Linked DNA regions of Mus musculus: all the other regions are linked to region 5. Evidence: chromatin contacts called from public ChIA-PET, Hi-C, HiChIP or PLAC-seq, capture Hi-C and promoter capture Hi-C data. All regions are on one chromosome and are shown on one strand. Each heading gives the region's core, a stretch centred on a gene start, on an enhancer-like site or on the middle of the called end of the contact. The rest is flanking DNA. Distances are from core to core; before and after follow the strand shown.

Region 1 (3,674 bases), core at 994-3,493, 400 kb before region 5:
ATGCTACACACTACATGCTACATGCCCGCCTCTCCCCTATAGCCTTGCACCTTCCTGCCTGGCCTCCTCCTGCTGGGCTCATTTTACACTTGATCCCCTCTGTTCTCCCTTCCATCCCTTCCAAGGTTTGCCGGCCTCCCCATGCTGTCCCTCCCCCACTTGCCACCAAAGATTGCTAACTTAGCATAGCTGAACTCAACTCTGACCTTGAGCTTAGTGAGGGCAAGTCATATCTCCTTCACATCCCCTCCTGTGCTGAGTCTGGGGCTCAGAGTGGAGATGCTAATGTTTCGTCTCACAGAGGGGTGAATGGATTAATGAATGGATGGATGTCAAATCTGTAGTCTGGGGAGTGTCCAGAGATAGGTCTGCACAGTGGGACTCGGAAGTGGAAGAGAGATCCAAGAGGTCTGTCACTGTGCCCTTAGTGTCTTCCTCTCTGGGTAGGCCTTGTCCAGACACTGCATAATCCACAAGAAGAGAACAGAGGCCTCACCCTGAGCAAGGCTGACAGCCCTAGACAGAAGCAAGGCTGAGGAGGAACACACGTTCAAATAGTCAAGGTGTCATCTCTAGATAGAGGGAGGCGAGTGCTCTGCAGGGTCCCTGGGACAGAAGTAGGACTGAAAGCTCCCAGGAGGCCTGAGTGCGTGGGACACTCTGGAGACCAAGAAACAAAAATGGAACAGGCTGCTTCCAGGGCACGAGCTACAGCCACTTAAGACATGCAAGCAAGGGCGAGGCCTTTACTCGATGGAGATTCAAACACCCGAGAAGCAAGAGGGACTGAATCAGATGAAATCTCTGATTCCTTCTAGCCTAAAAATCAGGTCAACAGGATGATAGCGGAGCTACCCTCAGAGCCTTGGACTGCTCCCTTGGGGCAGCTGTTCCTTGCCTTCTGAGTATTCAGAGGGCACCACCTCTGGTCAAGTGCTCTGTGGTCTACATTATCAGTCAGAAAGCCTTTGGAGTGGGGTCAGAGTTCAGCAAAGCAGAGATGCATGCTTGACCCTAAGTTCTAAGGATGCGTCTCTATTCCTGGCTCAGCACCACACAGGCTGGAGGCTTTGAAACACATCTCAATAGGCAGGAGAGGCAGAAGAGATGAAAGAGCCTGCCAGTCAAAATAGAAAGCATCCGTGTTAAATATTTTGGGATTTCTTTGCATAAGGGTTTCTCCAAACCTCAGATACTGGAGCACATGGAAGCACCACACTGTTTCTTTCTTGGAAAGACAAGTGTTTTCTCTACTACTCAAACGAGAAGAGTTCAAACATGAGGATTTTGCTTGTGGGGTTGAAATGGGGGCAAGTGTGAACAGAGGAGAGAAGACTCCTGGGACGCTTAGGAGGGAAGGAGGCTGAGGAAAATGGCTGGAGCTTTCAGGATCCTACAGGTCTGGAATGAGGACAGAGGACCAGGAGTCTAGAGTCTTTGGTAATGGGGCTGCAAGCGATGCGGGTTAGGACAAGCAGGGACGCTGAGCAGTCCTGGGTCTGAAGTTCTGCAGAAAAAGCTGCAAAGGACGGGCATGTACCAGCTGGGGTGCTGGGTTCAGCTGGGAGGTTGCCACCACACTGGGGGCAGGTCCCCGGTGGATACAGTCAGGACAAGCCTTCAGACTAACCTGCCGCTATCTACCTGTGCCCGGAGCCTTCTCGCTTGGCTTTTGGGGTAGGGGCTGGGTTAACCCACCTATCCTGTCTCCACTTTCCGGGAGCCCCGAGCCTGGCCCTTCAGTCTCGGGACGCCCTCACCTCCACCAGCGGGTAGGCGATCTCGTTGTAGATCTGCTCGGTGAAGTGTTCTATGTAGTAGGCGCCATCGAAGGTGAACTGCTTTGGGGGTTCGTCCGCCGCTCCCGGGTTCTGAATGAAGCATTGGCCGCGCGCACTGTCCACCGTCACCACCGACTGGCAGCTCAGCTCGCGCTCGCGCTTGTTCATGGGTCGGCAGCGCACGACCACTTTCACTGACTCCGAGGCCATGGCTGCCCGGGGGCGTGGCCCGGTCCAGGGGGTGGAGCCAGAGCCCGCGCGGGGCGGGGCCTGGCGGCGGGGGCGGGGCCGCACCAGGGGGCCGGGACTCCCCGCGGGGCGCACTGGGTGTGGCAGGGGCTCGGCGGACAAGTGTGCGGGCTGGAACCCGGGCCGCCGCCTCCCGCGCCCGGGCTCGCCCGTCCCTGAGGCCGGGCCCGGGCGGGGAACGGGGGATCCGCGCTGCAGGCGCCGCCGCACGACCCGAGCCCCGGAGCTGGCCGGGTCACGCTCGCGCTCGTGCACGCCGTCTCGGCGTTCGCCGTTGCTGGGCAACCTCCGTGACGTCACAGGACGGAATGGCGAGTGCGAGGGAGAGCCCGGGTGCAGGGGATGCACCAGGCCGTAGGAACTACCCTATCCCATCCTCTGCTCTGTCTCACAGGCATCGCAGCTCCAGCCCAGTGAGGTTCAGCAACCCCGCAGAGGTAGGCAGGGTAAGACTTGGAGCCCACATCTGACTCCACTTCCCTTAGGGGTTACAGACTGAGAGGGACAGTCTGAGAGTGACAAGGACTTCACTGCCCCCTATCCACAGCCCTAAGAATTCATATTTTTAAAAGACGGGAAAACTGGGCCAGCAAGATAGCTCAGACAGTGAAAGGTGCTTGCTGCCATGCCTACATGGTCCCAGTCAATGCCCGGGACCCCACAAGGTGGAAGGACTCTTGTAAGCAGGTTCACACGCATAAATAAATATATTTGAAAAAAAAATTAAAAAGACAAAAAAAATTTAGGAGTTAATCTTTCTGTTGGAAAGGCCACACAGACTAACCTCCTGACCCAGTCTGTGCCACCAACCACCAAATTGCAGTGCTCCCATGAGTTCCTAGGCACAGAAACACCATCAGTCATTTGACAGGCTCTGGGAAGACAGCCTCTTGCAGTCTAGTAGGGGAAACTAACATTCGCATCTTCTCATACACACACACACACACACACACACACACACACACACACACACACATGCACCAAAGAATGACTACAAATGAGCCATTTCTGTGGGTCACCTTTAAAAGGATCCTCTGTTGGCTGGGGGGGCGACAGGAAAAGTATCTTGGATATAACTGGAGCTGAAGTTTGGTTTAGGCAGATGTGGGCTGTACAAAGCACCTACTACACTTTGCTGAGACGGTAAACAGATCAGAGTCTGAATTTTAATAAATTACATGTGTGTGCTCACGCGTGTGTGTGCATTTGTATGGATGCATGGATGTGCACCCAGTGTGGCGGTCAGAGGACAACTTACAGGATATGGGTCTCTCCTTCCACCACGTGGGACCAAGGGAACAAACTCAGTTTAGCAGGTTTGACAAAATGCACTGAGCCAGCTCACAGACCCATCTACTTTTTTCTCAAAGGCCCTCCCACGAAACCTCATCTCCTAATCCCTTCAGACCTCTCTGGACCCTGGTGGCCAGGACCTCGGTCCTATGCCAGCTGCAGTCATGTTTGACAGACAAAAGCAAAACAGGAAAACGACTTCTGCAGTCGACTGAAGAATGGGGTTTATTTGTCTCAAAGTGCACACAAGAGAGCCGTGGTGGTGGTCTGCATAGACACAGAGCCATGGCTTGTAAGTAAGACACTGTCTGAACACATGGGCTCCAGACTGCGTCATTTGTACCATGCGAT
Region 2 (3,937 bases), core at 909-3,408, 320 kb before region 5:
GTGAGAAAGGTGGCCACTGACCACAGCAGAGGAGAGTGCCCGCAGGCGGCTCTATCTGCGTTTCTGTTATTTAATACTTTGAGTGCTCAGGTCAAATTATCTAGTACAACCTATCTACCTTTGTAAGGTCACTAGTTGTTACTTTTGTGTCTTCCCACATACTCAGAAAGCTTACACTGGCGAGGAGGTGTCCTCACGTGTCCACTACTGACCCTGAAGTACACTGCAGCTTTGTGCTTGGGGAGTTCAATTTGAGCTGACATCACATGGCACGAAGCCTCTTTTTGGCCATCTAACTCTGCAGACACTGCTGTGTCACCTGCGGTCACTCTGCAGGCTCTCCTGCCTTTCATGTTTCTCCACGAGCCAAGGTGCTGCCAGCTAGTCAGTGCTGACTGTCTAGGAAGGAGGCTGAGCAGGCGCAGGGCAGCAGCCCTCTGCTGTTCATTCAAGGCTCACTCCGTTCCAGGGTCAGGTCTGCAGACTCATCCCTTCACCTTTAACATCACCAAAAGCTTTCTCTGGCTGGTCTGGGGGCTGATGACTACAACTCCAGGAAAGGGAGGCTGAGGCAGGAGGCAGCTCTAAGTCATGTAAGTGCTCCAACTTAACTGGGCTATAGAGCAAGACACTGTCTCAAAACACAACACAACATCCTCTACATATCCAGGAACCGGGAGGCAGAGGCAGGCAAATTAAAAGGACAAGATCAACCTTGGCTAGTGAGTTTAGGGCTAGCCTGGCCTGCACAAGGCCTCAAAAGAAACTGAAAACAAACAAAACCCTCTAGAATACCATTCTTCCCACTTCCAGATGCTGGCTACTACAGGTGTGAAGGAAGGTTTCAGGGTTTGGATAGACATAATCAAAGTGATTTTGTGTACAAAAAGCAGATAATGGTTAGGTTATTCAAAAAAATGAATAATAAGATTTTCAATAATACCAAAGCAAAAGTGTAAGTTATCTAGCAGCTGTTTAACAGAAGAGACACCTTCTGACCTGAGCGGTAAACAAGATTGGGTCACACGATCTTCCGTCACCCCTTCTAGCTCAGGACATCTGTGGAGTCACCTGCACTGCTCTGTCTGTCACTGGACTGTGGCTTTTTTCAGGCAAGAGGTTTGTCCTACCAACCATCACTTAAAGAGTCCAGGTGGAGGAGATGTCAGAAAGGCAAGCTCACAGGGTGGGGGTGGGGGGTGTCTTGAAATGTCTCAGGCCTTCTGACCTGAACACACACTGTCCTTTTGTGCCTCAGTTTCCCACTTACAAAACAAAGGAAAAATGATGGCAGTCATAACCCACGGAAAGGAAAATGATGCTATGATGTCTAAGGGCCCAGACAGGTGGGACGGGGCCAGCAGTAGCCGCAGTGGTACTCTGCTGTCTGCTCCTTAAGGCCACCGTCAGTTTAGCCTCCTCTCGGTTACACTGACTGGAATCCATTCTCTTTTCCCACTATTAAATTTGTGAATGACAGAGATCATCAGTTTAAAATAGAGAACTTGGCAGAAATGCAAGAGCTGAGCCAACTGAACCCTGAAGGGCTGGATTACGAAATCCATGTCTTATCTGCTCATAATGACACCTAGGTCACGCCAAGCTGCCATGCTCTCTGACATGGGCTGCCTAAGAGTTGCTTGCTGCCTTCACTGTCAGCATTTACCTTAAAGTCATTGATGTGTAAGAATTCGTCAATGATAGACTTGGACTTCCTCTCCACTTCCTCTTCTGACAGTGCAGGCTTGTCAGGGGCTGGCACTGCACACATTTCCGATTTTGCTATGAATGAGATCAAAGAGCAAGAAGATAAAACACTAAGTATCAGTCCAACTGGACCTTGGCTGGTGATGTTTACGTGCTCGCACGCTGGCTTTTCAGGGCAGGTGTCTTACGGATATTGGTTTGACAGAGTCAGACAAATGAAAGGAAAATCAAAGGCCCTTTTCTTTAGGACAGAGAGGTACACAGTAATACCACAGTCTGCGCTCTAGCCATGACCAGAGTTAGGGATAGTTTGAACCTTTAGAGCCACAGCTTGGCAGTTTCTTTATTTTGATTTCCCTGCAACTGCTTAAAGAATGAGCCCACAAAGGCCTCTAGAACACACAGTGGGTGAGTGCCTGCTTGACAGAGTACTGACTACACTGGCCCAGTGTGGGACCTGTGTAAACACTGCCTGGCCACTCCTGCCTCCCCTCTGCCTGGCCGCTCCTGCTGCCCCTCTGGCTGGCCACTCCCGCCTCCCCTCTGGCTGGCTGCTCCTGCTGCCCCGCTCTCCTATGCTTCCCACCGCTCCACCCCAGAAGTCTGTCTCATCTCTACTCATCATCATGAACTCTAAGATGATTCAAAACCATTTTATCTATCAGCTCCTGTTTCAAGTGTTTCTGCAAGTTAACTCAATTTCTTCTAAGAAAGAACTGGACAGGGTGTGTGTGAATCGATAAAAATCCAGAGCTCAGACTGAAGACACAGAGAACTGTTACTGTGCCACCAGAGTCTGAGCACATGCACCCTAAATACAAACAAACCCCACACAAGTGACGAGGGAGATGAGGCTGGAGAAGGCGGCTGACACCTTCTCTGTTAAGCAGGGATAACGTGAGCCCTACCAGAGCCTACAGGGCTTTGAACACACTGACATCCGATGACCACGGGACCAGGGGCTGGAAGGACTGTGAGAAAGTCAGAATACTGATCATAAAGGAAAAGGACCTTGTCGTCACAGCATGGCAGACAGGGAGGACTGGAAGCTCTGTGATGGCACAGCTTTGGAGAGACACTGGTGACACCCAATGACAACACTGTGCGGATGCTCCCAGGGGTGGGTGCAGAATGTACTCATCAAGTCTTGGTAGCTTTATTACTGCTTATTTTTTTGTTTAAGTGTATGAGTACTGTACCTGTCCTACATGAGTGCTGTGTGATCAGAGGTCAGAAGAGGGTGTGGGAACTGAGTATGGGTCGTCCAGACGCAGAGTCAGGGTTCTTATCTGCTGAATGACCTCGCCAGTCCTGTCTCTGTATTTTGCTTCTGAATTTAAAGCCAATAGGAGGTCTGTCTTGCATCCCAGGGCCCTCTCACCTAGCTCCCTCGTTTTGCTTCGGTCGGCCTCAGTGCTGGCCCGCTCAGCATCCAGGCCTCCTGTCAGCTGTTTCACGGTCTCCAACATCTCTCTGCGCTGCTCTTCCTGGGACTGGTTGTCCAGCAGGTCTTTGCTGCTGCCCCTCAGGAACGTGTTGGGACGGGCTGTTCCAGCTGGAATTGGCTTGTCGCTCTTCTCCCTGCCCATGCTCCCACGACTAAAAAGATAAAACAACAGGCCTCAGAAGATAATGTCTTGCTTCATACAACACAAAGCGTTACCAAGATTTTCTACATATAACTATTTTAAATCTTTCTCTTTGTAAGGCCGCCCGTGATTGGAAAGCACCAGACTAGTTGACCCATTTTCCAGCCTCCTACACAACTTCAGATATAAGGCACTAACTATATTTTAAAGTGTACTAACTCGCAGAATAGGCAAAAATCTGAGCTTCCAAAGGAATATTTACTAAGATATTTTAATTTTACCTTTAGGAGGAAAAAGGATACTACCTTAAGACTTTATTTTTTGTGTGTAGTCTTTGATTTTGTAACTTTAAAACATCCATAGATCTTATATATACAGGAAGGAAGTTTTGTTTTTCTTTTTTTAAAAAATATTTATTTATTATATGTAAGTACACTGTAGTGTGTCTTCAGACACTCCAGAAGAGAGCATAAGATTTCGTGGCAGTTTTGTTTTTCATGGATAAAAATCATTCTTTAAAAACTCAAATGTGAGTCGGGTGTGGTGGCACACGCCTTTAATCCCAGCAACTGGGAGGCAGAGGCAGGCAGATTTCTGAGTTCGAGGCCAGCCTGGTCTTCAGAATGAGTTCCAGGACAGCC
Region 3 (3,738 bases), core at 655-3,154, 500 kb after region 5:
CCAAGAGACAAAGTTAGTCCTTGTCCTCAGAATAGACGAGGAAAGGCCAAACACTTGGGTGACATCCCATCAAGATACAGCAGCTGGTGGAAAGGCCAGACATTGTCTGGGACATTCATGGGACTTCGAGGCAGGATAAAAGAAAGGACACAGCCAACCTGCCTTGGGAACAGAGAAAACTGTACTTTCTCTCAAGCCAAAGAAATTGATGAGGTTTTTTTGTTTGTTTGTTTGTTTTGTTTTGTAATCACAAGTTGCCATTTATGGTCATCGGAGTGGAGGGTGTGGCTGAGTGGCAGAGCACTTGCCAAGTATCTGGTGAGCCCTGGGTCCTCCCTGGCATCGGAGAAAGGCTAGACAACTTCGATCCCTATAGGGTGAGATTGCCCACATAGGGAAATGCCCACAGGGTAGAATGCAGCCTTGCTATAAGCGGGGCTTCGTTCGACACAGAACGATGTTTACAGTACAGCTTTGAAAGAAGTAGATTGCAGGCTGGGAGGTGGCTTAGAGGGCAAAGTGATTGCTGCGCAGGTGTGAGGACTTGAGTTCGAATCCCTAGGGCCCACATAAAGCTGGATGCAGGAGCACACATCTGAGGTCTCAGAGTTCTGCCTCCTTAAGACACACCCTCCTGTTTTTTGAGAATGGATGTTTTGTATCCTAGGACACTCTGAATCTTCTATGCAACCAAGGGTCACCATAGATTTTTCTGCTTCCACCTCCCAAGTGCTGGGATTACAGCCATCCATCTCAGAGCTTGGATTATGAATGTGGTAGAGGCACTAACGTGGGGCTTCGTGCATTCTTGGCAAGCTCTCTACCGACTGGGCTACATCTCCAGCCCGCAAGAGAACATTACTGAGATAAGGTTCCTCTAATGTTGGGGAGCATCTGACAGAAGGCTAGGCTCTCTATTCTCCAGCAGCTAGTACACGGCCAGAGAAGGCAGCTATTCAACAGGCGCCGAGATGACAGGGAAGAGAAGGATTTGATAGGTCAGATCCAACCAAAGGGGCCAGGGGAGAGCACTCAGGGACAGTAAATGTAGGACTTTTTTGAGGGGGAAAGTCTTTAGTTCTAAACAAAACCGAGGGTGATACTCAACTCCCACTCCAAAAACAGACAGATAAAGCTGTGCACAGCAAGTCACTTCCTCTCTCAGAGAAGCAAAGAGGCAGGCTATGGAGGGGCACGCCTATAAGCTCAGCACTTCGGAGGTAGAGGCTTAGCAGTTTAAGATCAACCTCTGGTACCTAGTTAAGCATTCAAATCCAGGCTGCGCTAAACGAGATCACGTCTCAAGTTATTAAAAACAAAACAAAACAAAACAAACCCGGTAGCCTGGGTATGGTGATGCACACCTTTAATCCCAGCACCCAGGAAGCAGAGGCAAGGGATTCTCTGAGTTCCAGGCTAGCCTGGGCTCCACAGCAAGTTTCAATACAGCTAGGGCTACCCATGGAAAGAAACTCTTGTCAAAAAACAAAAAACAACAACAAAAAAGAGAGAGACAGCTCAGGCATGGTAGTACATTTCTTGAAATATCAGAACTCTGGAAGCAGAGGCAGTAGTATTGCTGTGTTCTGGGACAGCCTGGTCTACATAGCCATTCTGGGATAGCAAGGGCTACATAATGACACCCTGTCTCAATAAAATAAACAAAAATATAAAAGTAAAACATATTTACAACACTTTTCTTCACGAAGTTGCAAGACTCAAAATAAACTTTAGTTACAACACCGTGCACATCATTGTTCATAGTTTTATTACGGATAAAAAATACCGTTAAAAGGCGCAGAGAGCCAACCAGAGCATGCAAGGAACGCAGCCCGCGCGCGTGCGCGCCAAGGGGCGGAGCCCGAGCCGCCCTCAGCCCCTTCTCTCTCTTTGTCCCTCCCACTTCCGCGGGCACCCAACCATGCGTCCCCTGCGTGCTGACGTCAGGCGCGTGCCCCTGTCCGGCAGCCGAGGAGGCCCCGCGCAGTGCTGCCAACGCCCCGGCGGAGAAGCTGAGGTGAGTGCGGGGCCCGAGAAGCCTCCCTGCGGGAGCGTCTTCTGCGCCGCCCGGTCCCCTTCGCGTGTCCCCCCCCCCCCCGTCCTCTCTCGGTTCTCGAGGATGCTCGCGGGCAGGGGCATCCCGGTGCTTGCGGGCGGTGGGCCGCGAGGGAGGGCTTGCCGGGGTCGCGTGCGCCCGCCGGCCCGGGTTCTGAGGGAAGCGAGGCGGGGTCGCGGCGAGGCTTAGGGCTGGAATGGCGGCGCGGCGCGGCCGGGGATGGCGGCGGCCGAGGGCACAGCCCGGCCGAGCTGTCAGCGGCGGCGGCGGCGGCGGCGGCGGCGAGAGGACCGGGCACACCCATCCCACCCGCTCCCCTCCCCCTCCGGCCGCCCGCGGGCTCCGAGGCCCCGGGGCGCGGGGTGGGAGACGCCCGGTCCGGACCGGGGTCGGAGGCCGGGGGCTGTCTCTCCGTTGTGGGCCTCGACTTCCTGCTTCCCCGGCCCCGCCACGGACGCGTTGCGGCTGGCGGGGGAGGGGAGCGGAACTGCGGCCGCAGGGCCGGGCCGGGCCGGGGCCGAGGTGACGGACCGGGCGGCTCTGCGCCTGCGCCCCTCGGCGGTCTCCAGCCCCGCGCCGTGTCCTCTCCTGCCCCGCGGCTCCCGGGGCTCTCCTGCCGGGGCCGGCCTCTTTGCCATCCGGGACCTGCCTAAGCACCTCCCGAAACCCCGCCTGGCCACTTACTCAGTTCCTCGTTCCTAGCAGGAAATTTTCTTTGTCGGTTATTATTACTATTTTGTAAATTCCTCTTTCCACCCCTTTAACTCTGGGAGAAATTCAGTGTGGAAGATTACGTCATCGCAGCATAAGGGGTGAGAGTTTTAACTCCTACAAGTCAGGGCTATTCAAATTAAGACAGCATCTTGCGGCCTTTGTGGGTCAACCCAGCACATTGGTTCAGAGTAAGGTGGCAATTTTTTTTTGTTGTTGTTGAAATCCTGTTGCCTGTCTTCAGGCTGCCTGAGATGCACCTAAAATACCGAAGGTTCAAAATCTTAGGTTTAAGTTATTTTGGTCAGGGAATATACACTGTCTGCAGCCACTTGTGTAGGTATGATCTTTAAAGGACCCCTTGGCTATATACTCGGGTGAATTGCAGGAGCAATTCTTTGCCACACTAATTGTGACTTACTTGATGTAAAGAACCCAACTTCAGTGCATGGTTTGAAGAATGAGGTGAAAAGAGAATTTCGTCATACCCCTGATTTGTCTTTGTTAGGATTGCAACTTCAAAGTTGCATGCTTTAGTTTTTCCATTAAAAGGGCTTTTGGATTTTTTTTTTTTTTTTATCTTGAGACAGGGTCTCCATATGTAGCCCCGGTTAACCTTAAACATAGAGGGACCTCCTAGTCTCTGCCTCTCAAGAGCTGGGCTTACAGGAATGAGCTACTTGAATTACCAACCTTGATTTTAATTTCTAACCCTAAAAACTTGAGTAATATTTTTAGATCACTAGAATGGTGTGTCCTTTGATTATAGTACACACTAGCATTGAAGAACATTAACACTGCAAAGCAAATGATATCCAGTGCATCCCTGTAAGGGTGGCTCATGTTTGAACAAGACTTTTCCCATTATTGCTCATTTGTATAGAAAATGATGTTTGTAAAATACTGGAGTGGTGGATTCAAATTGGCTTTCTGTAGTTGGTAGTTGTGGAGCTTGAATCTTCCAAAATCTT
Region 4 (3,488 bases), core at 310-2,809, 440 kb before region 5:
AAAGAAAAGAAAAGAAAAGAAAATTGCCAAAGGAACTGGAGATAGCTAGTTAGTGAAAATACATAGGAAGTGGCTAAAGCTATGGGAAGGGCAAGCATCTCAGCAAGATAAAAATATGAGACTCTCATGTCATCTATTCTCGGTTGGGGACACCAGACTCACAGGCCCAAGGGAGTTAAGAACACTTCTCCAAATATACACATGGAAGAGAGAGACAAAGTTCAGCTCAGTAGATCTTAACAGAAATGTCTAGTGGTGGACTCAACTGCCTTGTAAGACAGAAATAGTTAAGTGTAAGTTACAGATCTTCACTCCATTCAGTAGTCTCTGAGGGCTGGTGAGATGGCTTAGCAGGCAGCCACAGGTCGGTCACTGGGTTCAAGTCTCCAGTAAGGGCTGGGAATGACAAGCGGTGCCTATTACCCAAGCATCAGGAGGCAGAGACTGATCTGAGAGCTCACTGTCCAGCCTGCTTAGTCAAAATGGCAAGCTTCAGGTTCAGTGAGAGACCCTGGCTTAAGGGAGTGAGGAGTGTGACAGAGTAGGTGACCCGATTCTACACGTCCACAGAAGTGTGCACAACCTCACATACATGCATATTTCCCACCACCCCCAATACCAACTAGCCTTGTGTTGGTCAGCCAAAACACATCCATCAGGCCTTAAGGGTTGATGGGTATGTATCTATTTGTATTCTTATGACCTGCAGAATGACTTTTTACAGCAATCCATGTTAATAATGTGACAAATCTTTGTACACAAGCAAGTCAAATCAAGAGTTTCTTTATCAGGACCCTTGTTAGAGAAAACCCCCTTCTCCAGAAGCGAAATGTCTACGGGTGACATTTGGCACTCTATCCTTAGCTGTATCTTTTTGACGGATGAAATCTCCGAGGCCCAAGCTGCAATTAACATTTTCCTCTACTATACTTCGAAACTCACCCCAAGACCCAGAACATGCCCAGGAACAAGAAGACAGCCGTCTCCTGAGCCCCCCCAATCCCATTTCGAGGGGCGACGCGCGCCCTTACCTTCCACCGACGGGGAAAAGATGATAAGGTTGTCATAGAGGAACTCCCCGTACTTAATGAGGGACAAGCTGGGGTCATCTGCGGTCTTGAAGGTGAGCTCAAAGCCCCGGTCTGGAGGAAAGAAACCCGGAACCCGGTCAGGAGAGGAATCCCTGCTGCAGCCCTCGGAGGGGGCTGCCGTCTCCGCCCCAACCCGGGCCATTCCCTCGGCTCTGCTCGGCGCTCACCCTTCAGGCTGCGGAAGAACAGCGAGTGCGTGTCCCGCACGTTCAGGTTGTCCAGCAGCACGAGGGTGCGGGGGCCGCTGGCGCAGACGCAGCCGAGCACGGCCAGCAGCAGCCCGCAGAGGGGCCAGGCGCGGACGGCGAGGCGGGGATCCATCTTCATCTCCCAGCAGCCCAGGCCAGCACCTGGGCACCGGAAGCGTCCCTCGCGGCCGCCCAATGGCCGCTCGCAGCGGCGGAGTACCACTTGGAAGCGGTCCGGGTACTCCGTGGCCCCGCGGCCCACGCCGCTGCGGGGACGGACCAAGAAGCAGGGAACGCCACCGGAAGTGGCCCTCCGGAGGCCGAGTCTCTGTACCTTATTGGCGAAACGCACTTGAGGCTCCGCCTCCCCCATGGAAAAGGGCCAATCCAAGAGAGACAGCTCCGTAGCTGCTGCCAATCAACAAAGCCGGGCGCCCTTTGCCTCCGCCCAGGCTAGCTCCCGCCACATCTCTCAAACTCTCCTCTAGCGTCTCCAGATTTTCCGTTTCCTAGGCAGCCGCCCCTTTTCCCCCAGGACGCAGTTGTCATTACCAGGACCAGATAGGGGTGAATTCCTCGCCTGTCGCTAGTCTAACGGGCTCGGAAGCAGGCCCTTATCTCTTGAGAGCAATGAGGTGGGGAAATAGGCTCTGGCCAGGCCCGAAACAGGGTGGATGGCCAAGGAGAAGGTTAGTGATCAAAAGGCTCTTCACAACCAGGATTGGTGGCTCGTGCTTTTAATTTCAGCACTCGAGTGGGAGGCAGAGGCAGATCTTTGTGACTTCGAGGCCAGCCTGGTCCACATAGTGAGTCCAGGCCTGCTGGGGTCACATATTGAGAGCTGGTATAATGCGGCGGGAGGGAGCAACTTGGCTGGCCGGCCAAGGTGATCCCCTGAACAATCAAGCCACGCGACAGACCTAGTGTAAAGACGATTTATCGTCGGTGGAAGGGAAGGGGACTTGGGACGGGGTAGAGACCGAAAAGGGGAACAGAGAATGGTAGAGAAGAGGCCAGCTGAGAACATCTGGGGGGAGAGAGGAGAGAATAGGAGATAGGGAGAGAGGCAGGTTAGCCGAGAGGAGTCCTTACACGCCTGGCTCGCACCTGGCTGGCGGCTACCCAAGCTGCTGCGTGGTGCCTAGCGGAATTGTCTATAAGCCAACATGGGGTGCCAGCAAGATGGTTCAGCTGATAAAGGTGCTTGTTTGCCACCAAGACTGACGTCGTGAGTTCAATCCCTGGGCCCCAGACGGTGGAAGGAGAGAACGGCCTTCTGCAAGTTGTCTTCTGACACACACACACACACACCAACCCAAGATTCAGGACAGAAATAAAACGTAGAGGTCTAGGGATGTGTACTTCAGTGGGTAAGATGCATGCATTATCTAGATTGCAGGAAGGCCTGGGTTTGATGCCCAGTATCATAGAAAACTAGGCATGGCAGCTGGCAGCTGTAACCTCAGCACTCGAGATACAAACATCAGGATAATTAGTGCAAAGTTGTCCTCAGCTACATGCAAGTCCCAGGCCAGCTGGATGTGACCGTCTCCATATAATAATTATCGTTCCTAAACTTCTCTGAAGCCCAACCACACCACTCAGTGACACTGACTTTAGGGATGTGCCATTGTTAGGACACCCTTTCAAGGTACCCACCTACACCTCTCCCTATAGCTTCAACCGCCTCTGCTCTCTGCTCTGAGTACTGCCAACCTTCGCACACACCCTTGAGTTGCCCATCTGCACCTGTTGCCCTTTCAGCTCCCTCCACAGGTGCCCGCCCTCCCCAGGACTCCCACCTGAGATCTGTATCTTTGCTTTTCCATGGTGGTGGGTGGGGCTTTATTCCCTCAGAAACCTGAGCAACCTCCCCTGACTGGTGCTACTGCAGTGGCCTTTGGTAGTCTGACCCTGTACCCTGGCTGCTTCAGTGAAAACTCCTTGGCCCAAGAGTAAGTAAGGCCTACCAAAGTCTCTGGTATAAGGAGGAGGGCAGAGTAGCTCAGTACAGAGCTAGCACATACTCTAACCCTTCACAGAATACCACGAAGTGGGTGCAGCTCTCGTTTATCGAGGTGGTGAGGAACTGTCAGCTCCCTTGACTGTGGGCCCACCGAGGTCATGCTGGAATACAGAGGGGAGGGCTGTCATGGCAACCTGGATTCATTTCTGGCTATGTCAGGACACAGTTCCAGTTCGGGTCCCT
Region 5 (3,634 bases), core at 698-3,197:
CTAGGAAGCTTTTCAGGTCAGAGATAGCTCAGCCAGTTAAGAGCAGTTGTTGCTCTTACAGAGGAGCCCTGGAACCAGTCCTAAGCACCAACGATCTAGTATTCGAGCTACAGGAGATCCAACACTCTCATCTGCCCTCCACAGGTACCAGGCACACATGCAAGCCAAACACTCACACAAATTAAAAAGATAATTTTTTAAATGTTCCCAGGGCAGGGTGGGTTGTTAATTAGTTGGTTTATTCCAGCTCAGGCTGCCCTTGAACCAAGATCTGCCTGCCTCAGCCCCCCAAAACCCTGCAATCAGAACATGCAGGACCACACCAGACTTTCTGGTGCTTTGTAAGGAGGAAACGGTCCTCTTTGCGAGTGGCTCAGGCCAGGGTGGGTCTAAAGAGAGGACGTATGACCTCAAAGTCTCTCCCTCTTTTATAGCTCTCCCACATCCTCAAGCTTTAAAGCAACAGCTGGCCCACAGGTGACACATTCCCCGGCCATGAAACTAGACATGAGTTCGCGACAGGGTTTCTCTGTATAGGCCTGGCTGTCTTGGAACTCACTCTGCAGACCAGGCTGGCCTCGAACTCAGAAATCCTCCTGCCTCTGCCTCATAAGTGCTGGGATTAAAGGTGAGCGCCACCACTGTCCAGCTCTTGGGAGATTCTTAATGGGGGAGGTAAGTCGGGTCCAAGATGATCTCTGGGCACCTTGGGGGGGCGGGAGAATTAAGTCATCGGTCTCCAGAGAGACCAATGATGTCTCAGGGGAAAGACGCCAGTGGGTAAGAGAGAAAAGGGCTGTCTAAGGGAGACTTAATTTCTGACCAGGCACGGGTTGGTCCTGAGGCTGTCTCTGGAGCATCTTCAGCTCTCTCCATGATGCCCCTCTGTTTCTCAGCGAACCCCTCAGGCATGGAAGGGACATCACAGATGTAGGCAAGTCTCTAGGACCAAAAGGCAGAGAACCCAGGCAGATCTCCTCAGGCCACACAGGGTGTCCTGGGTCCAGTACACACGCCAAGAGCTCGGCTCTAGGAGAGGCAATCAGAGGTCCACAGGGAGAGAAGAAGCAAATGGCCCTGGGTGAGATGGAGAGGTAACCGGAGGCCTTGGCTCTAGGCCAGAGAGTCAACTCATCACTCCGAAGCTCTCAAAAGCAGCCAGATCTGGATTAGATGGATATCAGGCTTGAGGCTTGAGCCCCCAAAGAAGCCCTCTTCCTCAAGGACCCCTTTACCGTGGTGCTTTGGACCACGGGAGTCAGCACTTGGGCCCTCCTCTGAGGATTCATTACTGGGAGATGCTGGGAACACCAGATAACCCTCAGAACCTCAGACTATCCCCTCCTCTCTGAGCTATCTCTCCCCTTCCCATGAGCCAGGCAGCCACTGCAGGATCAGTGTAGGAGAAAAGTGCCCTAGTCTCCCACGATGTTCTCGAATCCCAAAGCCACTCGGACTATGCGGGGTGTGAGCTCAAGTCCAGCTGAACCTTGACGTCTCTGAATCGACCTGGCCTAGCTGCCCACGGTCTCCAAGTCAAGCCAAGCCAAGCTCAGCTCAGGGACTTGCACACCCCAAACCTATCTCACCAACTCTTCCCCAAAATCCAGCACGCGACCCCGAGTCTTCCACGCCAGGAGCAGCCCAGCAGCCCAGAACCAAGGTCCACGCGAACCGGACACCCCCCACAACTCCTGTCCGGGTCCAAGCCAGTGAACAGCGGGACGCGGGCCTCAGCTAAAGGGGACGCCCAGCTCGCCAGGAACCAGCCAGGATGCCATCGCCGCCCCGCTGTCGGGACCGTCGGGGTTGCATGGAGCCACAGCGGGCTGCGGGAGTACTCACCGTCGCTCCCGGGCTCCGAACGGCCGGGCTTAGGATGCACCTCCCGCTAAGGCTCCAGCTCCAAGTGCGCTGGGCTGAGCTCTACGCTCGAACCTCAGGGCTAGCTGCCGGGGCGGCGCGCGAGGCTGGGGCGCCCAGGCCAGAGGGCGGGGCCCGCCGCGAACCAATACAGAAGTGCGGGGGCTGCGGGCCCCGAAGAAACAGCCAATCAGAAGCGTCGGTTAGACTCCCCCCCACACCTCCGCGGGCTCCTTAACCCTTGGCATGCTGGAGCGCTGGATACTCTAGCTGCCCCGGATACCGGTGGGTCCAGGGGTGCGGGCCCGAACCTCCAGCTTGGCGTGCCTAATCTACACCTCGCCGGGACCCTCTCGAGGGACAGACGGAGCCGGTGTCAGGTCCACCTGCGCCCAGTTGGGGTTCTGGGAGCCTAGGCGACCTTTGTCTCCTGCCTGGTGCCTGCACTGTAGTATGACCCTGGGCACTGCAGCTGTGGGGTGTGTTTGTGTGCAAGAAGGAAGAAGGGCAGAGAGGAGAAGACAGAAAGGGGGGGAAGGGATGAGTTTCGAATGCCTGTGTGTTTATGTGGAAAGATAGAAGACTATATTTGGGGATTGTTAGTGTGTGTGTGTGTGTGTGTGTGTGTGTGTGTGTGTGTGTGTACACCAGCGCAGGCGCGCGATTCAGAGAGGGGAGAAGGAAAGAGAAATGGAATGGAATGAAGGCCCAGTAGGCGGGGGCACTTAGACCTCCAGTAGAGAAACTTTCTCTTTATGCCCGCTGCGCAGGTGCAGAGGAAGAAAGACCAGGAAACTGTACGTACTGGGTGAGCCGTGCATTTGTGACCTGTTGGGCACGCATGTGGGTGTAGTAGAAAGAGGCTTTGTGCCCCTGTTGTGAAAGAGTAGCCGGTGAGTGAATCCCGTTTGGTGTACATGTGTGTTCGAGCATGCAGCTTGAGACACACACACACACACACACACACACACACACACACACACACACACACACGGCAGAGATTTACCACAGCGTTGTAGGTGGCTCAGTTTGTGAGTAGAGAGGTCAGTGTGTCCTGTGTGGTAAATGTGTGGCTGGTTTGTTTTTTGTTTTTTAAGATAGGTCTTGGGGCTGGAGAGATGGCCAAATGGTTAAGAACATGTATTGCTTTTGCACAGGTGTGATGGGGGGGGGAATCGGGGGGGGGATCCCAGCACCGGTATCATTTGGCTCACAACTACCTGTAACTCCAGCTGCAAGGGACCCAATGCCCTATGCTGGCGTCTACAAACATCTGCATTCACATGTGCACATACTGCACCCCAGACAAACACATACATGTAGGTAAACAAACAAACAAACAAACTGCCAGACAGTGGTGGTGGCGCACGCCTTTAATCAGGCAGCAGAAGCAGGAGGATCTCTTGAGTTCGAGGACAGCCTGGCGTACAGAGCAAGTTCTAGGACAGCCAGGGCTACACAGAGAAACCCTGTCTCGACAAACCAACCAACCAACACAAAAAACAAACAGAGATGGGTCTCAATAACCTGGCCCACACTACCCAAACAGAGATGGGTCTCAATAACCTAGCCCACACTACCCCAATCCTACCTCTGCCTCTGGAGTGCTTGAGGTTACAGGTGTGCCCACCAAGCCCCACCTATTTGACTTTGGTCATTCCCTATATTTATATGATGCCAAGAAAAGAAACTAACGTATAAGGGATGTGAGATATATGTTCAGGGGCAAAGACATCCTAGAAGATGTGAGATGGGGGTTCAGGAGAATGGA
Region 6 (3,556 bases), core at 636-3,135, 370 kb before region 5:
AACAATTTGTCTTGGTTTTGAAACAGGGTGTCAAGCAGCCCAAGCTGTCTTTGACCCTCACCCCAGCACAAAGCCAGGATTCCAACATGATTCTCCTGCTCCTACAGCCTAGCACTCTGCACTGGGGCAGCTTACAGAGCTACTGTATAAGCCTTCCCCAGCACTCAGCAGGCAGAGACAGGGAGATCTGAGCCAACCTGGTCTGCAAAGTGAGTTCCAGGATAGCCAGGGCTACACAGAGAAACCCTGTCTCAGAAAATAAAACAATGTCAGGTGTCCAGTTTTTCTAAATCTTATTATCACACTCATCTATTGCTGGGTTATTATATGGAGAGGTCAGAGCTAACCTAGCAACGGCCGCTTTTCTTCTTCTACCACGTGGGTCTGGGGACAGAACTCAGGTCATCCGGCAAGCACCTCTACCTACTTTGTTATCTTGCTAATTCTTTTTATTTCTTGAGACATGGCCTCTCTATGTAGTTCATTCTGGTTTTGAATCTGAAATCTTCTTCCCTCAGTCTCCCTTGGCCTGAGTATGCTTGGTTCTGAGTTTTAATTTCTAATTTAGTAAACACGAATAGATGTTAACACAGAAAAAAACCATTTTTTGAAGGTCTTCAACAGTTTGAGAAGCAGTTTGACAAGTGACCTTTCTTCAGATGCTAACCTGAAATGTCCCCGAAGCACCCTTGCCAGTTATCTGCTCGAGCTGGCCTCTCTCTACTGCTCGCTGCAGAGCATTCTTCAACAACTGGGGCCTGCAAAGAAAAACAACCGTGATAAATATGTCAGTGAAAGAAGACTTGCAGAAACAGACATGAGGCTATTTCCAGAACTAAAGTTGTAAATTCTATTATGTGTAATATCTTGTTAAAAAGACAAAAACGGAACACCAAACCGCAGGCATCCTGGACAAGCAGAACTCCTTTCCTCCTAAAGCCGTTACTGACATATTTATAGGCCTCACATATAGTGCAAACTTTCTAACTGCCAGACCACGCCAAGACCCTGGAACTTACTAGCATCACACTGATGAATGCCCTAAACAATTAAACAAAGCAAAAAACATGATTTTCTCCCAAATGGGGGGTCTTACTATGTGGCCCAAACCTACAAAGCTTTTGGCTTTCCTCATACTAACCAAATTTATAGAACATGTAAAAGTACTTTAAAAAAAATCCAATTTTGGAGATAAATGACACTCCCTGAGGAACAGCACACTAGAAGTGACCTCTGGCCTCCACAGACACATGTACAAGTGGGCTTGTACCCCACACAGGCACAGCCAATCACCCCGCCCCCGCCCCTCCCAGGAAACTGAAGTAGTGAAGGCTCCTGCAAGCATCTTAACATGGGAAGCACATTTGTGTTGCTGAGCAATACTGACACGGACAGTAATTCAGGCAGACCTCTGTGATGACACTCAGAGATATGACAGCCTGCCTGTGACACATGAGATCCTATGGTTATTTATTTTTATTTTACATATGTGAGTATACTATTGCTGTCTTCAGCTACACCAGAAGAGAGCATCAGATCCTATTACAGATGGTTGTGAGCCACCATGTGGTTGCTGGGAACTGAACTGTGGTCCTCTGGAAGAGCAGACAGTGCCCTGAACTGCTGAGCCTTCTCTCCAGTCCCCAAAACAAAACAAAACAAGGCTGTCAGGCCTCCATGGAGCTAGCTGAGAGCAGCAGTATGGCCTGGCCTTACAGAACGAAAGGGGAAAGAGCTTCAACAGAGGGGGACTGAGTTTTCGGTTCATTGTCGTCTAAAATGCTTCAACCGTTCAGAATCTGAGGTGGCTGGAGCAGGGACAAGGGGCAGCAGTAGTGCACACAGCACTGTCTGCATAAATCCACAACTGAGCAGCTGTGACAACTGAAACGATTTGGTCTACATTTCCTGAAAGGAAAGCCAGCTGTGGTACAAGCCTTTAAGTTCAGCTCTCATAAGGGAGAAACAAAGGCAGGTGGATTTCTGTGAATTCAAGGCCAACCTGGTCTACAAAATGAGATCCCGTGTCAAACTCTCAAACACACACACACACTAAAGTACTCAGAACTGTATGTTTAAATGATAGAATATTATGTAAGTTATGTATGTAACTCAGATGACAATATGAAAAGGCAGCTCTTTTTCTGCCATGTGGGCTGGGGACCACACTAAGGGCAAGTTTGGCAGCGATTCCTTCACTCTCCAAGGTGTCGCCATGTCCCTCTTTACTGGTAAATAACACTGATCTATCACAGCAAACAAAAATCATTATCTAACGTTGAGATATGAGGGTTTCTTAAATATTTCTTTTTATGTTTTTTATTCATTTTTATGCCTGCATATGTGTGTGTGTATGCATGTCTGCTGGTCTGTCTGTCTGTCTGTGCACCATGTGTATGCCTGGTACTTGAGGAGCATCAGGCCCCTTGGAGCTAGATAGCAGGGAGCTACAATTTGAGTACTGGAAACCAATGCTCCTAACCATGGAGCCACCATTTAGCCCAACATGAAGAGAGTTCCAGGGACTGTGACGAAGGCTCAGTGTGTGGCGGTTTGAAGGAGAATGGCTCCATAGGCTGCTACGTTTGAATATTTGGTCCCCAGTGGCTGAACTGTTTGGAAGGATTGAGATGTAGCCTTGTTAGAGGAGGCGTTGCAAGGGTGGACTTTGAGGTTTCAAAGGACTGATGCCATTCCTGCAGTGTCTTTGCTCTGCCATCAAGGACTCTAACCCTCTGATCTCAAAAGCCCAATTAAGCATTTTCTGCCCTGGTCATGGTGTTTTGTCACAGCAACAGAAAAGAAACTAAGACAATGGGTAAAATGCTCCCCAGGTAAGTATGAGGATTCAAGCTCAGACCCCAGACACCATGCAAAAGCCAAGTGGGTGTGGTGGTCCACCAGTATTCCCAGCTTAAAGGAGGCAGGGGAAAAACTCTTAGAGCAAATTAGCTAGCCAGACTAGCCAAGGTATTCAGTGGCACAGTCAAGACAGACTCTGAGCATCAACTTCAAACCTCTTTCTGTATGTGCACATGCATCTGAACACACAAACACGCGTCCCTATACATTTTCTAAATGCACACGCACATACGTACTTGAGTGTGATGGTACACACGGTGAGCCCATTACTTTAGAGGTAGAAGCAAGAGGACTAGCAACTCAAGACAATCTTATTGCATAGCAAGTCTGTGGCTAGCCTGGGCTACATGAAACCTGTCTCAAATCAGTCCTTCTACAGGAAGGATTGATTCAATACTGGCTCAAAAACATTTTAGGGCTGGGAGAGCTATACCTATACTGAATACACACTTTCCCCTTACTATTGTTGCATAAATTATAAAATCTATTACCGTAACATTTATATTGGGTATTTTAAATATTCTAGGGAAGATTTAAAGTATACCAGAGGACAAGACCAATGGTGCAAGACTATAATACCACCAGGCTGAGATAGGAGAATCACAAGTTTAAGGCATGTCTAGATAATTTAATGCAACAATGTGTCAAAATAAAAAGTAAAAAGAGGAGCCAGGGTATAGTTAAGGGGTAAAGG
Region 7 (3,787 bases), core at 216-2,715, 460 kb before region 5:
AAACCCCCAGCCCCAAAAGCGAAAGCCCCTTCTTACATCTTTAGGAGCCAGAGCTCCGGCGCGCCAAAGCGCAGAGCGCGCTCTATTGTTTACATCTTTAGGCAGCGAGAGAGCGCAGGGCGCGCAGAGCCAGAGAGATGCCAGCGAGAGAGAATGGCGGAAAACCCGTCCCCTTTTTAGGAGAGTTATATTTCGCCTAGGACGCATCACTCCCTGATTGGCTGCAGCCCATGGCCGAGCTGACGTTCACGGGAAAGGCAGAGTACAAGTAGTCGTAAAATACCCTTGGCACATGCGCAGATTATTTGTTTACCACTTAGAACACAGGATGTCAGCGCCATCTTGTGACGGCGAATGTGGGGGCGGCTCCCAACACTACCTCTGGTGGGTAGTGGGTTAAAAGAGAGGTTAAAGCATTGAAGAACCATCATTTAAAATAGGCTTTGAAGGCTGGGCAGTGGTGGCACACGCCTTTAATCCCGCACTTGGGAGGCAGAGGCAGGTGGATTTCTGAGTTCGAGGCCAGCCTGGTCTACAGAGTGAGCTCCAGGAGAGCCAGGGCTATACAGAGAAACCCTGTCTCAACACCCCCCCCCCCCAAAAAAAATAGGCTTTGAAAAAAATTAAAAATTTCACTGGATGACCAGTATTTGGTATTATGTGATTTTACACACACACACACACACACACACACACAAAATTATGCTTAAGTCAGAGACAAGCAAAAAGATTATTCAGCCTGATGTGGTGGTATATACCTGTAATCCCCACACTCCAGAGGGCCATCCTAGTCTACAGGAAGAATTCCAAGCCAACCAGGGCTATGCAAGGCCTTGTCTCAAATAAAGTAAAATAAAATGAGTAAAAATAGTAACAGGGTTAATAACCTTATTATCAGCTAGCTATTCGTAACAAGCAGTTTAAGTCATAGGGATTTATTAAGCATCTGGGTGGCTTCTGGTTAAGTCTCCCAGTCAGTCTCAGACCTCAGCTCCTGCACCCACTGGTGCATAAATTATGGCCTTTGGTCAAGATTTCCCTCCAAGATCTAAGCCCCGGAACCTCCAACCTGTCTGTACAGGAGCATGAGAGCACTTGGGAGTGGGGGAGAAGAGCCAAGGTCTTCCCTCGATAGCCAGGGCAGTGTGAACTTCAACCTCAACTCTAATACCTGCAAGCAATCTGGAAACACCACAGTCGCTTATCTACAAAATTGGCACTCATATCATGGGGGGGACAGTCAAACTAGCTAACAGGTGTAAAGGGCCTGGATCGGTGACTGATAACAAATATTAGTTTCCTGGCTCAACGTCTCATCTTAACCAGGACCAGTGAAGTTGTTCACAACCCCTCGACCTGGGTTCAAAGTGCAAACCAGCTGCACCAAGGGATGCAGGGATGAGCGGGTAGCGCCCCCGCGTGCTGCGCAGGAGAACTGCCGGGGACCGCCCCCCGCGCTTGCGCACAGGCGCCGCCCCCGAAGTTTGTTGTTGTCCCAGACGTTTGTGGCGGTGGCAGCTGGCTCCGGTCACCGCGCCACCATGGCGGTGCGACAGGCACTGGGCCGAGGCCTGCAGCTGGGTCGGGCGCTGCTGCTGCGCTTCGCGCCCAAGCCCGGCCCGCTGTTCGGCTGGGGGAAGCCCGGCCCCGCGGCGGCCTGGGGCCGCGGAGAGCGCCCAGGCCAGGTCGTAAGCCCCGGAGCACAGCCTCGGCCGGTCGGGCTCCCCCTCCCGGACCGCTACCGCTTCTTCCGCCAGTCGGTAGCTGGGCTGGCGGCGCGGATCCAGAGGCAGTTCATGGTGCGGGCCCGGGGCGGCGCAGGCCCTTGCGGCCGAGCGGTCTTCCTGGCCTTCGGGCTGGGGCTGGGGCTGATCGAGGAGAAGCAGGCGGAAGGCCGGAGGGCCGCCTCGGCCTGTCAGGAGATCCAGGTGAGAGCGGCGGTGGGCGGGAGCGCCGGGAGCGGGCCGAACCGGGCCAGAGTGTAGCCCTGAGGCCAGCCGGGCCGGGGCGGGGCCTAGGCCAGGAGGAGGCGGGGTTAGGAGAGTGAGTGATCTGGGTGGGGCGGGGCCAAATTGGACAGCAAGGGCGGAGTTAGTTGGATAGTTGTTGGGGCAGCCTCAGAATCCTAGTGGTGTAGGGGCGGGTCGTGAACCAGGGCGTGGTAGGAGCCTGGGCATTGGGAAGGGCAGGTCTCTGAGCCGTGATTGGGCAATTTAAGGGGGTGGGGTACTCGTGGACCAGACTGAGTGGCTGGTGGCATCTTAGTTATGTGTCTAAGAGCATGAGGACATGCCTAGACCTTGGGGGGGGGGGTAGGTAGATCAGGGGATAAGGCAAAGATTAAAATCTATCTATGACTTGGACTATACATTTCTTGGAATTGATCTGTTAATTAAGGCTGACCTATTTCCCATTACTGATGGCCTGATATGCCGACACTTTGCAAACAGTATGGTTTAAAAGCTGCTGATTATTGGTCTCTGTTGCACTGTAACAAATGGCTTTGAGTAAATTTCTTTTCTTTTGGGATGCATAAAAGGGGGACAGAGCCTTGATTTGTATATGTAGCCCAGGTTTGTCTTGAACTTTTTTTTTTTTTAGTTTTTCAAGACAGGGTTTCTCTGTGTAGCCCTGGCTGTCCTGGAACTCACTTTGTAGACCAGGCTGGCCTCGAACTCAGAAATCCACCTGCCTCTGCCTCCCAAGTGCTGGGATTAAAGGTGTGCACCACCACAGCCCGGCTGGATGATAACATTTGGAATGTAAATAAATAAAATATCCAATTGAAAAAAAAAAGTCACTCAGGAGGCAGAGGCAGGCGGATTTCTGAGTTCGAGGCCAGCCTGGTCTACAAAGTGAGTTCCAGGACAGCCAGGGCTATACAGAGAAACCCTGTCTCAAACCCCCTGCCCCCCCCCCAAAAAAATCAAAAGTTATCATCCCCTTTCCCAGTTTCCCCTCGGTAAACCCCCTATCCCATTCCTCCTCCCCCTGCTTCTATGAGGATGCTCCCCCACCCACCCACTCTCAACTCACTGCCCTGGCATTCCCTACACGGAGTCATCGAACCTTCACAGGATCAAGGGCTTCTCCTCCCATTGATGCCAGTCAAAGCTATCCTCTGCTACATATGCAGCTGGAGCCATGGGTCCATCCATGTGTACTCTTTGGTTGGTTGGTAGTTTAGTCCCTGGGAGCTCTAGGAGGGGGGGGGGTTGGTTGGTTGATATTGCTGTTCTTCCTATGGGGTTGCAAACCCCTTCAGCTCCTTGGCCTTGAATTTCTGATCTTTCTACCTCTATCTCCAAAGTGCTGGGATTATTGGTATGGACCACCATGCTTGATACACATCTTCTAAAACCCCTACCACTCTCATTCCTTGGTGCACTCATCATCCTAATTTACAGGGAGTCCATGCTCAAGAGAGATGAGAAGGTTTACTCAAAATCACACTGCTGATAAAAGGCAGTGCCCAAAGTTCACCCTTCAAAAGGCTGGCCCTCAGCTGAGCCAGACTGCCTGCCACTCCTGTTTAGCCAAACAGTGGGAGAGAGGCTGAGCAGAAACTGCAGCAACGCTGGAATTTCAGGAGAACACAGAAGATCTAACGTGTTAGTATTTAACCAGAGTGGAGTTATGACTGGATACATGGAAGCTCTGGAGCCTTTTAAACTCTTAAAATAGCACAGAGACCTCTCTAGTCGCACAGTTGTCTGGTCAAGGTCACCCAGACCAACAGAAACAATGGATGTGTCTATTAGAGTCTGGGACTTATTTTGAGGAGTTG

What was found. Promoter capture Hi-C pulls out the DNA fragments that hold promoters and counts their contacts. Hi-C and Micro-C count contacts between places; a contact is called where the count stands out from the background. ChIA-PET counts read pairs in DNA pulled down with a chosen protein or histone mark. HiChIP or PLAC-seq counts read pairs in DNA pulled down with a chosen protein or histone mark. Capture Hi-C pulls out chosen DNA fragments and counts their contacts.
Region 1: a contact with region 5 is called in a capture Hi-C map of embryonic stem cells, with 2.8 times the contacts expected there. The contact joins the promoter of Kif17 here to the promoter of Ece1 in region 5. A contact is called at or near these places in 3 of 39 promoter capture datasets (embryonic stem cells, neural stem cells and pre-B cells), 4 of 484 Hi-C or Micro-C datasets (embryonic stem cells and stem cell-derived neurons), 5 of 115 datasets of contacts at active chromatin or transcription factors (embryonic stem cells, neural tube, pancreatic cancer cells and 1 more) and 2 of 9 other capture datasets (adipose tissue and embryonic stem cells).
Region 2: a contact with region 5 is called in a Hi-C map of liver, with 2.0 times the contacts expected there. The contact joins the enhancer-like site here to the promoter of Ece1 in region 5. A contact is called at or near these places in 4 of 39 promoter capture datasets (the C10 cell line, cranial neural crest, hippocampal neurons and 1 more), 1 of 484 Hi-C or Micro-C datasets (liver), 1 of 115 datasets of contacts at active chromatin or transcription factors (embryonic stem cells) and 1 of 9 other capture datasets (adipose tissue).
Region 3: a contact with region 5 is called in an RNA polymerase II ChIA-PET map of memory CD8 T cells, with 7 read pairs. The contact joins the promoter of Cdc42 here to the promoter of Ece1 in region 5. A contact is called at or near these places in 2 of 115 datasets of contacts at active chromatin or transcription factors (memory CD8 T cells and microglia).
Region 4: a contact with region 5 is called in an RNA polymerase II ChIA-PET map of memory CD8 T cells, with 27 read pairs. The contact joins the promoter of Ddost here to the promoter of Ece1 in region 5. A contact is called at or near these places in 12 of 39 promoter capture datasets (the 3T3-L1 cell line, the C10 cell line, cranial neural crest and 7 more), 7 of 484 Hi-C or Micro-C datasets (CD4 T cells, CD8 T cells, embryonic stem cells and 2 more), 6 of 115 datasets of contacts at active chromatin or transcription factors (embryonic limb bud, embryonic stem cells, large pre-B cells and 2 more) and 2 of 9 other capture datasets (embryonic stem cells and liver).
Region 6: a promoter capture Hi-C map of pre-B cells shows a contact between it and region 5, with 2.2 times the contacts expected there. The contact joins the enhancer-like site here to the promoter of Ece1 in region 5. A contact is called at or near these places in 5 of 39 promoter capture datasets (cranial neural crest, embryonic stem cells, neural stem cells and 2 more), 3 of 484 Hi-C or Micro-C datasets (CD4 T cells, CD8 T cells and Th1 cells), 2 of 115 datasets of contacts at active chromatin or transcription factors (microglia and stem cell-derived neural progenitor cells) and 1 of 9 other capture datasets (pancreatic islet).
Region 7: an H3K27ac HiChIP or PLAC-seq map of thymic regulatory T cells shows a contact between it and region 5, with 2.8 times the contacts expected there. The contact joins the promoter of Pink1 here to the promoter of Ece1 in region 5. A contact is called at or near these places in 2 of 39 promoter capture datasets (cranial neural crest and pre-B cells), 7 of 484 Hi-C or Micro-C datasets (CD4 T cells, CD8 T cells, embryonic stem cells and 2 more), 3 of 115 datasets of contacts at active chromatin or transcription factors (large pre-B cells, stem cell-derived neural progenitor cells and thymic regulatory T cells) and 2 of 9 other capture datasets (embryonic stem cells and liver).

What each region holds. Positions count from the first base shown.
Region 1 is chr4:138,260,820-138,264,493 of GRCm38.p6, reverse strand. It overlaps Kif17 (kinesin family member 17), which reads right to left and starts at 2,243. Exons shown (of 15, transcript NM_010623.4): 1 at 1,761-2,243. The coding sequence starts at 1,991. It overlaps Sh2d5 (SH2 domain containing 5), which reads right to left. Exons shown (of 10, transcript NM_001099631.1): 10 at 3,526-3,674.
Region 2 is chr4:138,182,497-138,186,433 of GRCm38.p6, reverse strand. Eif4g3 (eukaryotic translation initiation factor 4 gamma, 3) reads right to left here. Exons shown (of 35, transcript NM_172703.3): 26 at 3,089-3,306; 27 at 1,667-1,782. Among named protein-coding and RNA genes, the nearest start is that of Mir6399, 21 kb to the right of the region's middle. Within about 2 kb of position 2,158, at least 19 of the 459 cell types and tissues checked have an H3K27ac peak or open chromatin away from gene starts, as enhancers often do. A contact at or near this core is called in liver, where this site is marked.
Region 3 is chr4:137,355,925-137,359,662 of GRCm38.p6, reverse strand. Cdc42 (cell division cycle 42) reads left to right here and starts at 1,904. Exons shown (of 6, transcript NM_009861.3): 1 at 1,904-2,017.
Region 4 is chr4:138,302,809-138,306,296 of GRCm38.p6, reverse strand. Ddost (dolichyl-di-phosphooligosaccharide-protein glycotransferase) reads right to left here and starts at 1,559. Exons shown (of 11, transcript NM_007838.3): 1 at 1,259-1,559; 2 at 1,032-1,142. The coding sequence starts at 1,418.
Region 5 is chr4:137,860,593-137,864,226 of GRCm38.p6, reverse strand. Ece1 (endothelin converting enzyme 1) reads right to left here and starts at 1,947. Exons shown (of 19, transcript NM_001369179.1): 1 at 1,846-1,947.
Region 6 is chr4:138,231,445-138,235,000 of GRCm38.p6, reverse strand. It overlaps Hp1bp3 (heterochromatin protein 1, binding protein 3), which reads right to left. Exons shown (of 13, transcript NM_010470.3): 9 at 668-758. Among named protein-coding and RNA genes, the nearest start is that of Hp1bp3, 17 kb to the right of the region's middle. Within about 2 kb of position 1,885, at least 5 of the 459 cell types and tissues checked have an H3K27ac peak or open chromatin away from gene starts, as enhancers often do. A contact at or near this core is called in pre-B cells, where this site is marked.
Region 7 is chr4:138,323,974-138,327,760 of GRCm38.p6, reverse strand. Pink1 (PTEN induced putative kinase 1) reads left to right here and starts at 1,465. Exons shown (of 8, transcript NM_026880.2): 1 at 1,465-1,928. The coding sequence starts at 1,542.